Linked DNA regions of Mus musculus: all the other regions are linked to region 1. The links are chromatin contacts, called in public HiChIP or PLAC-seq and Micro-C maps. All regions are on one chromosome and are shown on one strand. Each heading gives the region's core, a stretch centred on a gene start, on an enhancer-like site or on the middle of the called end of the contact. The rest is flanking DNA. Distances are from core to core; before and after follow the strand shown.

Region 1 (2,789 bases), core at 92-2,591:
TTAGGATAGTGTGAGGTGTTTTAATTACTAAGTGGAAGGCGTCTGCATTACAGTAGTCACACAAGTTGCTTCACCTTGTCACCCAAATCATTGTATACAAGAACCCTGAACTTAGTTTGTATATATACACACACCCTAACCCTAACTTTTCTCATGCTCATCAATTTGAAAAAAACAACAACAACAACAAAAGCTTGCATATTATTTCTCTTCCAAAGGGTAGTAAATAGGATTATTTAAACTTTATGGGTGGAAATGAACACTGTAGCAACACTAGGGGCCCTTATCTGAAGACTCTACTACTAGGATTGAAGATGTATGCCTGAGATCTAGTCTGTTCTTTTGTTGTCATCTGCACCATAAGCAGTACTTGGACAGAAGTAGGAAAACACATTCACACATGTTTAAGGTAGCATTTCTCATACTAGCAATTAAAAAAAAAAATCCAAACAAACTGTATGTTTAAGGGCATAGAGATGGCAAGTTATATCATTGGCGCTGAAGACTTTTAGCATTTAAAAAGCAATGAGGCACATTTAAGGCTAGATGAAGAACTGAACTTGAGTGTTAACAAATATTTTCACATGTCAATGCAGGAAGGACCCATCACACAAAGACTGAGCCTTTGATTGGTTTATAAAAACAGTTCTCACCCAACTTGCACTGTTCAAAATTTTGCACGTATATAAATTCACATTTGTAATGTAAACATTATAAAAACGATTAAACTACTTTATAAGAGTATCTATTAAAAATACTATTCTTAATATTATTTTCCTCTAACAGGCTGAGAGTCTTCAGCACTCATAGTGCAATATATTTTATCTTCCTTTGTATTCTTGCATTTAAGGACGTAACTGTACCAGCTATTGGAAAAATCTAAAACATCACTTAGTGCCCAATGTCGTGTATAACAACTAAGTAAATACAGTTAGCCTTAACTATCAGTAAGACAAAGGCATTACTCCTACGTAAGACTGGGCTGATTGAGACTTACGGTCGAGTCCTAGAATAGACAAGTTCTTAGTGGACAGCTGAAACCAAGGGGCCAGGGCCTGAAATCCACTCTCAGAGTTACCCCTCACCGGCTGCAGCCTAAAACCTATCTAAGAGAAGCCTTCCGTAGAATTCTCAGGAAGGTAAAACCCACTAAAAGCCTGCTGTTAGAAGCTGGATACCTTAACAGGCTTTGGAGGCGCGGCTAGTCCTAGGCCCGCCCACTGCCTCCTTTATGAGCCATCTACTGGTCGTCCGAAAACTGACAGTTCTGTAAACCAACCCGCCGTCTCCTCTGCCACTATTCACTTTTCCAGCAAGCCGCAGCGTCTTTGCGTGACCAGCGCGTTGACGTCACGGACAGGGTCCCGCCCTGCAGCCCCGCCCCAGCCCCGCCGGCGGGGACCGCGGAGCCGTGTCTGCAGGCCGGCGGGCGGCTCGCGCCGCGGAGGAGGTAGGCTGTCTTTCCGCGCCCTGCTGGGCAGGTCGTGAAGCCAAATGCCTGAGGTTCCAGGGTTTGCCGGGCTCCCCAGACCTGGCCTTGGCCGTGGGGCCTGTGGGTGCAGCCGCGGAACGCGGCGGAGCGCGGGAGGGAAGCTGGCCCCGGGCCCACACCCACACTCACCGGGAGGCAGGTGGTCCAGCCTCGGCCCCGTGCCTTGCATCCGCATCAAGTCCAAGGTGACATGCGGGTGTAGGCCGGCAGGTACTGTCTGTTACTGGCCTTGTGCCTTCGTCAAGAAAAGCCCTGATGTAACAAAACAAAACGAAAATTAAAGCATGAGTCATGAATGTTCTAGCCATGGTTTCAGCTCTCCGCATTGCCCACTCATCCTGCCTTTAGTTTTTTTTTTTTTTTTTTTTTTAAATCTCAGTAGGGCTCTTTTTCTTCCTCTTTTGGTTGGAACATGGGTGGACACTGTGGAACTTTTCTTAGTGTTCTCTTAGTATGGCAGTTGTAAAGGCATTTGTCTCTGTTCACAGATGGAATCCATCACTTGACCCAGTACTAGTTTGGATAAGGTTAGTAAGGCTGATTGAATGAACACAGTAGCCGTCTGACCTCCCAGGGTACCGAGTTACTATAGCAAGTTCCGTCTGATGTTTTTGTTTAAGGTTCCTAACGGTAAATCCCATCTATGCTTCTTCTGTCCATCATCCACTTATAGAGCAAGATTTGATGACAAAGAGCAGTTTACAGTATTTTTGGCTGCATCTGTGCATAAGTAAAATGCTAGATAATCATGCCCATGAAGGGACAGTGTAGACTGTGCCCCCCCTACATAATATTCACACATATGTAATGTTTTGTATTGTAAGGAAGAATACATTTTTCTTTGAGATCTTCCTGTCTCAAACATGAACCTTTAAAGATTGCATTGTCAAAAGCATTAAAGAAATGGATTTAAAACTGCTCCAAGGACTTACCTTCTCAGGATAGTGATTATCATTTGGATTTAATTATTAGACAGTTTATATGATGCCACATGCTGTTTTAGGTGTTGAAAATTGAGTATTGAACGCTAGATAAGGTTTCTGTCCTCGAGTTCCTTTGATTTTAGTGAAGATAGAATATATGTGCAAATAACAATATGATTTTAGATAGGAATGAATGCTAGAAAATCTGGCAGTAAGGGACATTGGTGTGGCTGTGGTGTGGGATCTGGGAAAATGTCCCTGAAGAGGTGATGCTCTGGATGAGACCTGAATGTTTAGAGTGATTTAGTCAGGGGAGGAGCAGGAAGTGTCCAGTTACAAATGCAGAAGCTGGAAGAGCAGGCACAGTGGGAGGA
Region 2 (2,789 bases), core at 195-2,694, 200 kb before region 1:
CTGGATGTAGATATTCTACAAGGAAGTAGAAACTTTTAATACGAAGTAATGATTCCTCTAAAGGGAAAGGAAGTTTTAAGAGGGAGGCTTGGACAATCTTAGTATTTACACGTGAGATGAAATGAAGAGTCCCGTGTGCTGCTCTGTGTGCAAGAGTACTGACCGCTCTGCTGAACCTTCATGTCTTTTCTAGTGGGCAACCAGGCTTCCAAAATAGCACTGACCTGGGAGGCCCCCAAGTAAGGCCAAGAAGTCTCTGCTACTCTAATCTTTTACGTATTAAATGCACTAGGCTAGTAGCCCTTGCCTTTCCTTTCCTGAAACTCTTTCAACACAACTGTGTCTATATGACTACGGCTCATGCTTCCAAGGTCAGCTCACATGTGACCTCTGTGAGCTGTTCCCTCGCCTGAATTCATTGCATCTTACACCTTGGCATGCCTTGCTCACAATACTCATTATGCTGTGTGGGATTTCCTGATTACTAGAAGCTGACCTCTGCTATCCTGGGTAAGAACGCCCTGAGTACGGGTACCATGCTCTGTTTACTTTAGGATCTCCAGCACCAAGCAAGTGCCTGGCACATAGTCTGTGCCCTTAACATTTGTAGAAAGGAGCTCACCAGCTCTGTCAGTGTTTAGTTTCTTCATCTATTAAACAGGGTTGGTTTTTCTGGTTGCTAGGGAGACTTATAGTAATACAACTTACTATTCTAGATTCTTCTTATCGCTGTGTTTTATTTGCCATGTATCATCTTTTGTTATCAAGAGAAGTGTATGATGCTTGCTTTATGCCATAGCCATCTATATTGTAATTTATCTATACAATTAAACAAATTTAATGAACCCTATGAATTATTCTTTGATGTGTTTGTTTTTGTAAGAAATATGGAGGAACTGAATTATAAAGAAAATAAAATCCTTCTGTAATAATCAAATAAAGTACTTCCCATAATCAAAACCAAATTGGTTATCTTCAGAGCCTATTAAGTCTCATCTTTTATAAAGTTCGGCTTTCAGTTGCCTGGGTCAGAAGGAAGCTTCAAAGGCAGTACTGATCTGTTTTCCTGAGTCAGTCCTTACCACTAATCAGGATCCCAGGTAACATCACAGTGCAGTTCTTATAGCCACCACTTCTATGCATCTCCTCAACTACCACTAGGTCTGGGTTCGTGACATCCTTGGTTTTGGGAGCAATATTTACACCTACTACCCTTTCTCTGGTCTATTTCCTAGAAACCATCCAGTTCTCATTTATCTATAATGCATTCATAATTATAATTTCGTAATATAGTCCTATATATTCATAAACTAGCATCAAGCCTCTGTCCTCTACAGTAGCTAAGCTGATTCCTGAAACCACAAAACAGAGTGAAGGCCAGCCAAAGACCAAGAAGAATGGCACAGCCACATTCCAAGAATTCCAGCCTATAAAGAGATTGTGGCAGTGCTTGCCTTTTTCCCATATCCCCACCCACAGAATGGCCTTTGTCCAGTCCAAACCACATATCTCTGCTCAGCCCTGTGACTCTGGGCACATGCCAGGCCATATCCACAATCAAAGCAGAAAGGAAAATGTATCTTATTCATGGACACAGAAAAGGAGTGTGTCTTCCTTTTTCATTTGACTCATTCTAGTAATTAAATCCCATCACAGAATGTAATAAAAAGCCCAGAGAGGGTTTTTTATCTGGTGAGAAACTCATCATGGATATTAGGGTCCTGGGGTACCATGTTTTTCCATCACCTTAACAGCCAGCAGAGCCAGCCCCCTTAGCACAACAAACCAGCCTTCTGCAGAAGGATGGTGGCTCTTCACTGCTCTCATTGAGACATAATGCCTGAGTTACATCTGAGTATCAGGAGGATCTCTTGAATCAGCAGGCCATAGAAATGTGCTAGTTGTTATCCCTCAAAATGAAGAGGGATATTAAAAATAGATCCAGGACTATACCTAATAAAAGGACTAGGCAGTGCACTTAGAATTCTAGAAACCATCTTAGAATGGGGAAAAAAAAACCTCACTTCCTGCATCCATGAGTAAGACAGAAAATTTCCTGTTTTGAATATGGATATAGTTTGAGATGTGCCCAGGGTCACAAGTTGAGTGGAATTCTGTCATTTGTAATGGACAAAGATCGTACTACTCTTGAAATTTGGCATTGAACCCCAAAGTTTCTGTCTCCTTATTCGACACTGGAACAATGTCTTTCTTCTTTGAAGGCAGCTCTGCAGATTTTATATTGCCATGAATCTTGCATGTACCAGGGAGTGATCAGGATCAGTTCTGCTGGTCAAAGAAGGTCCCAACCTAACATAGAGCCATCGGCTGCTTTCTGCGCTGCTTTATGGACATCAAGGTGCCCACATGGACCTTCTGCCACTGATCAATCACTTATAAAGGCAACTTTCTTATCAGAAGCTTTGCCACTTACAATTTCTTTTTTTTATTTTAATTAGGTATTTGCTTCATTTACATTTCCAATGCTATAGCAAAAGTCCCCCAAACACTCCTACCCACCCACTCACACTTCTTGGCCCTGGCGTTCCCCTGTACTGAGGCATATAAAGTTTGCAAGACCAACGGGCCTCTATTTCCACTGAGGGCCGAATAGGCCATCTTCTGATACATATGCAGCTAGAGATATGAGCTCCGGGGGGTACTGGTTAGTTCATATTGTTGTTCCACCTATAGGGTTGCAGATCGCTTTAGCTCCTTGGGTACTTTCTGTGGCTCCTCCATTGGGGGCCCTGTGATCCATTCAATAGCTGACTGTGAGTATCCACTTC
Region 3 (2,789 bases), core at 185-2,684, 130 kb before region 1:
GTAACTCGATTTCTCCCGCTACTCTCAGTTGAGATGTAGTTCTCTCAGCTCCTCCAGCACCATACATGCCTGCGTGCTGCCATGCTTCCCATCATGATGACAATAGACTAAACCTCTGAAACTGTAACCCAGCTGCAAATTAAATGTTTTTCTCCTTAAGAGTTGTTATGGTCATGTCATCTCTTCACAGCAATAAATCCCTAACTAAGACACCAGCCCAACCACTATTGATCACTGTAGATGCTAACTTCTCTCTCTGACTTCTTCCATCTTAGCTCAATTGATCTTTTGAGATGATTATTTCTCCAGCACTGTCATACTCAGTACAGTCATATTTTTTAGGATTTAATGTTAAAAAGAGGAAAAGCTCCAGGCTAGAGTTAAACCATTGAAAGACTGAGGTAGCAAAGCCACTCACTCCTTACAAGGGTATGGCTTACAGGACTTAGGGTTTGGACTACATAGACGAAAGTGCTGCTCATGGCTCAGCCTCCTGTGGATGCGTGCCATAGACCCCACAGCTCTGTAATGGTGTCCAGGAGAGAAATAGACTCAGAACTAACTGGTACATTCTCTGTAACCAAATGGCTTTTGCTTCTGATTTCTCACAGTGCCTCTCCAGGATGAAACTGTGAACACATTCCAACTGTTATCAGGATTGTCTGGACAAGAGTGTACCCCCCAAACTCCTGGAAATACAAGACCAAAGCAGAAGGGAATATAGAGATTTTGAGTGTCAGCAGTTATTTTGTACCAAAGTGGTAGCATTCAATCCTGATAAAATCTGGCAGAGAACAAAACATGGCCTCTATCTGGCAACTCAAGCCTGTGTTAGTGTTCATCCTTGGGTTTCATTGGTCATAACACATCTGTCCATCGCAGAGATTCAGTTTGAGACTTGATTTTTCACATGGTCTGAAGTGAGTTAAAAAAAAAAAGTAAGAGACTAAGTTAGTGGAAGTTGATGTTCAATGTGGACAACCCAGTGATCCTGTAAGGATGGATTCTTATGACTAAACCTGTCTGCACTGCCTGTGTCTGATGCTTCATGGTCTTCCTGTCTAAGATTCTGGAATAGAAAACCCCTAAGGCAGCAGGAGATGCAATTGGAAATAGTTTTTGGAAACCATTGGGAGACATCTGAACTCACTCTCTATTGGGGTAATTGGGAGTACTTCTGGTAGATATTATTTGTAAAATATGGTAAACATTGGAATGTATCAAGAGTGTATAATGAAATACACTTATTGTCAAATTTCCTTAAAGAAAATATAATGCAGAGATTCCTTTTACTGTTAGTAAAGTTAGTGTTTTATTTTTCTAATTAATTACTCCCAAATGCTGCCTCCCAGAGTTCTTTGCCCTATCCCCTGATGCCCCTTTGCTTGTGAGAGGCTATACCCCTCCTAGGGCATCCCCCTACCCTGGGGCATCAAGTCTCCTACTGAGATCACACAAAGCAGTCCATGTCAGCTCTTTGGTTGGTGGCTTATTCTCTTGGAGCTCTAAGGGGTCCAAGTTAGTTGACACTGCTGGTCTTCCTGTGGAGTTGCCATCCCCTTCAGCTCCTTCAATCCCCATTGAGTCCTGGGAGCCTCTCATATCCCAGCTTTCTGGGTCTTCCTAGAAGTTACCCCTGGCAGCTGCATATTTCCATTCATTTTCTTGGCCCTCTGTCCTTCTCTCCTGCCCCCACCACTCATCTTGCCCCTTTTCCTGCCCCCCTCCCATCCAGACACCTCCCTTGATTTATTATTTCCCCTTCTAAGTAGGATTTAAGCATCCTCACTTGGACCTTTCTTTTGTTTCACTTCTTAGGGTCTGTGGGGTGTATGTATCATGAGTATTCTTTACTTTTTGGATAATATTCACTTATCAGTGAGTACATACTATGCGTGTACTTTTTAGTCTGGGTTACCTCACTCAGGATATTTTCTAGGTTCATCCATTTACCTGCAAAATTCATGGTGTCCTCATTTTAAATCACTGAATAGAATTCCACATTTTCTGGATTAGTTCTTCAGCTGGGGGACATCTGGGTCGTTTCCAGCTTCTGGTTATTATGAATAAGGATCCTACGAACATAGGAAACACGTGTCTTTGTGGTGTGGTGGACCATCTTTTTGGTATATGCTCAGAAACAGTATAGCTGGGTCTTCAGATAGAACTATTTCCAATTTTCTGAGGAACTGCAAGATTGATTTCCAGAGTAGTTATATAAATTTGCAATCCTGCCACCGATGGTAGGGTGTCCCCCTTTGCCACATCCATGCCAGCATCAGTGATGGTGGGGTGTCCCCCTTTGCCACATCCTTGCCAGCATGTGTTGTTGCTTGAAATTTCTGATCATAGCCTTTCTGATTGGTGTAAGGTGGTATCTTAGGGTCATTTTGATTTGAATTTGCCTGAATACTTTTTATTTAAAATTTTAAGCAAAAAAAATTAAAGCAAAATCTTACAACTTACAAGCCTTTTATTCTGATAGATGTTCACTAATCTTACCAACTATGTTTTATATTTTTATCTTTTAAAATTCTAACTTTATTGAACAAAGGAATAAATGGGGTTTTCAAGTTTTCACATTATGGTTATTTTTTAAGCTATCTGATCCATGACAATACTTACCAACACAGGATGTTTGCCTATTTTTGTCATTTGTATTGTGTTTAATTTTATATTCATAAGTCTACTTAAATCAATTAGTAGTACAAGGTAACACAGGGCACACATGTTTCTTAGTAATAATATTACCATGTAGCTGGTAATAATAAATAACAGCTCTATAGTAT

Evidence for each region. Hi-C and Micro-C count contacts between places; a contact is called where the count stands out from the background. HiChIP or PLAC-seq counts read pairs in DNA pulled down with a chosen protein or histone mark.
Region 2: a FOXA1 HiChIP or PLAC-seq map of pancreatic cancer cells shows a contact between it and region 1. The contact joins the enhancer-like site here to the promoter of Stard3nl in region 1. A contact is called at or near these places in 2 of 39 promoter capture datasets (embryonic stem cells and neural stem cells), 3 of 115 datasets of contacts at active chromatin or transcription factors (embryonic stem cells, extraembryonic endoderm stem cells and pancreatic cancer cells) and 1 of 9 other capture datasets (embryonic stem cells).
Region 3: a Micro-C map of the G1E-ER4 cell line shows a contact between it and region 1. The contact joins the enhancer-like site here to the promoter of Stard3nl in region 1. A contact is called at or near these places in 1 of 484 Hi-C or Micro-C datasets (the G1E-ER4 cell line) and 1 of 115 datasets of contacts at active chromatin or transcription factors (epiblast stem cells).

What each region holds. Positions count from the first base shown.
Region 1 is chr13:19,394,365-19,397,153 of GRCm38.p6, reverse strand. It overlaps Stard3nl (STARD3 N-terminal like), which reads left to right and starts at 1,341. Exons shown (of 9, transcript NM_024270.3): 1 at 1,341-1,450. It overlaps Gm40827 (a long non-coding RNA gene), which reads right to left and starts at 1,307. Exons shown (of 2, transcript XR_873152.2): 1 at 1-1,307.
Region 2 is chr13:19,589,891-19,592,679 of GRCm38.p6, reverse strand. It overlaps Epdr1 (ependymin related protein 1 (zebrafish)), which reads left to right. Exons shown (of 3, transcript NM_134065.4): 3 at 1-972. Among named protein-coding and RNA genes, the nearest start is that of Epdr1, 29 kb to the left of the region's middle. Within about 2 kb of position 1,444, at least 29 of the 459 cell types and tissues checked have an H3K27ac peak or open chromatin away from gene starts, as enhancers often do. A contact at or near this core is called in neural stem cells and pancreatic cancer cells, where this site is marked.
Region 3 is chr13:19,527,161-19,529,949 of GRCm38.p6, reverse strand. No RefSeq gene overlaps it. Among named protein-coding and RNA genes, the nearest start is that of 9330199G10Rik, 24 kb to the right of the region's middle. Within about 2 kb of position 1,434, at least 5 of the 459 cell types and tissues checked have an H3K27ac peak or open chromatin away from gene starts, as enhancers often do. A contact at or near this core is called in the G1E-ER4 cell line, where this site is marked.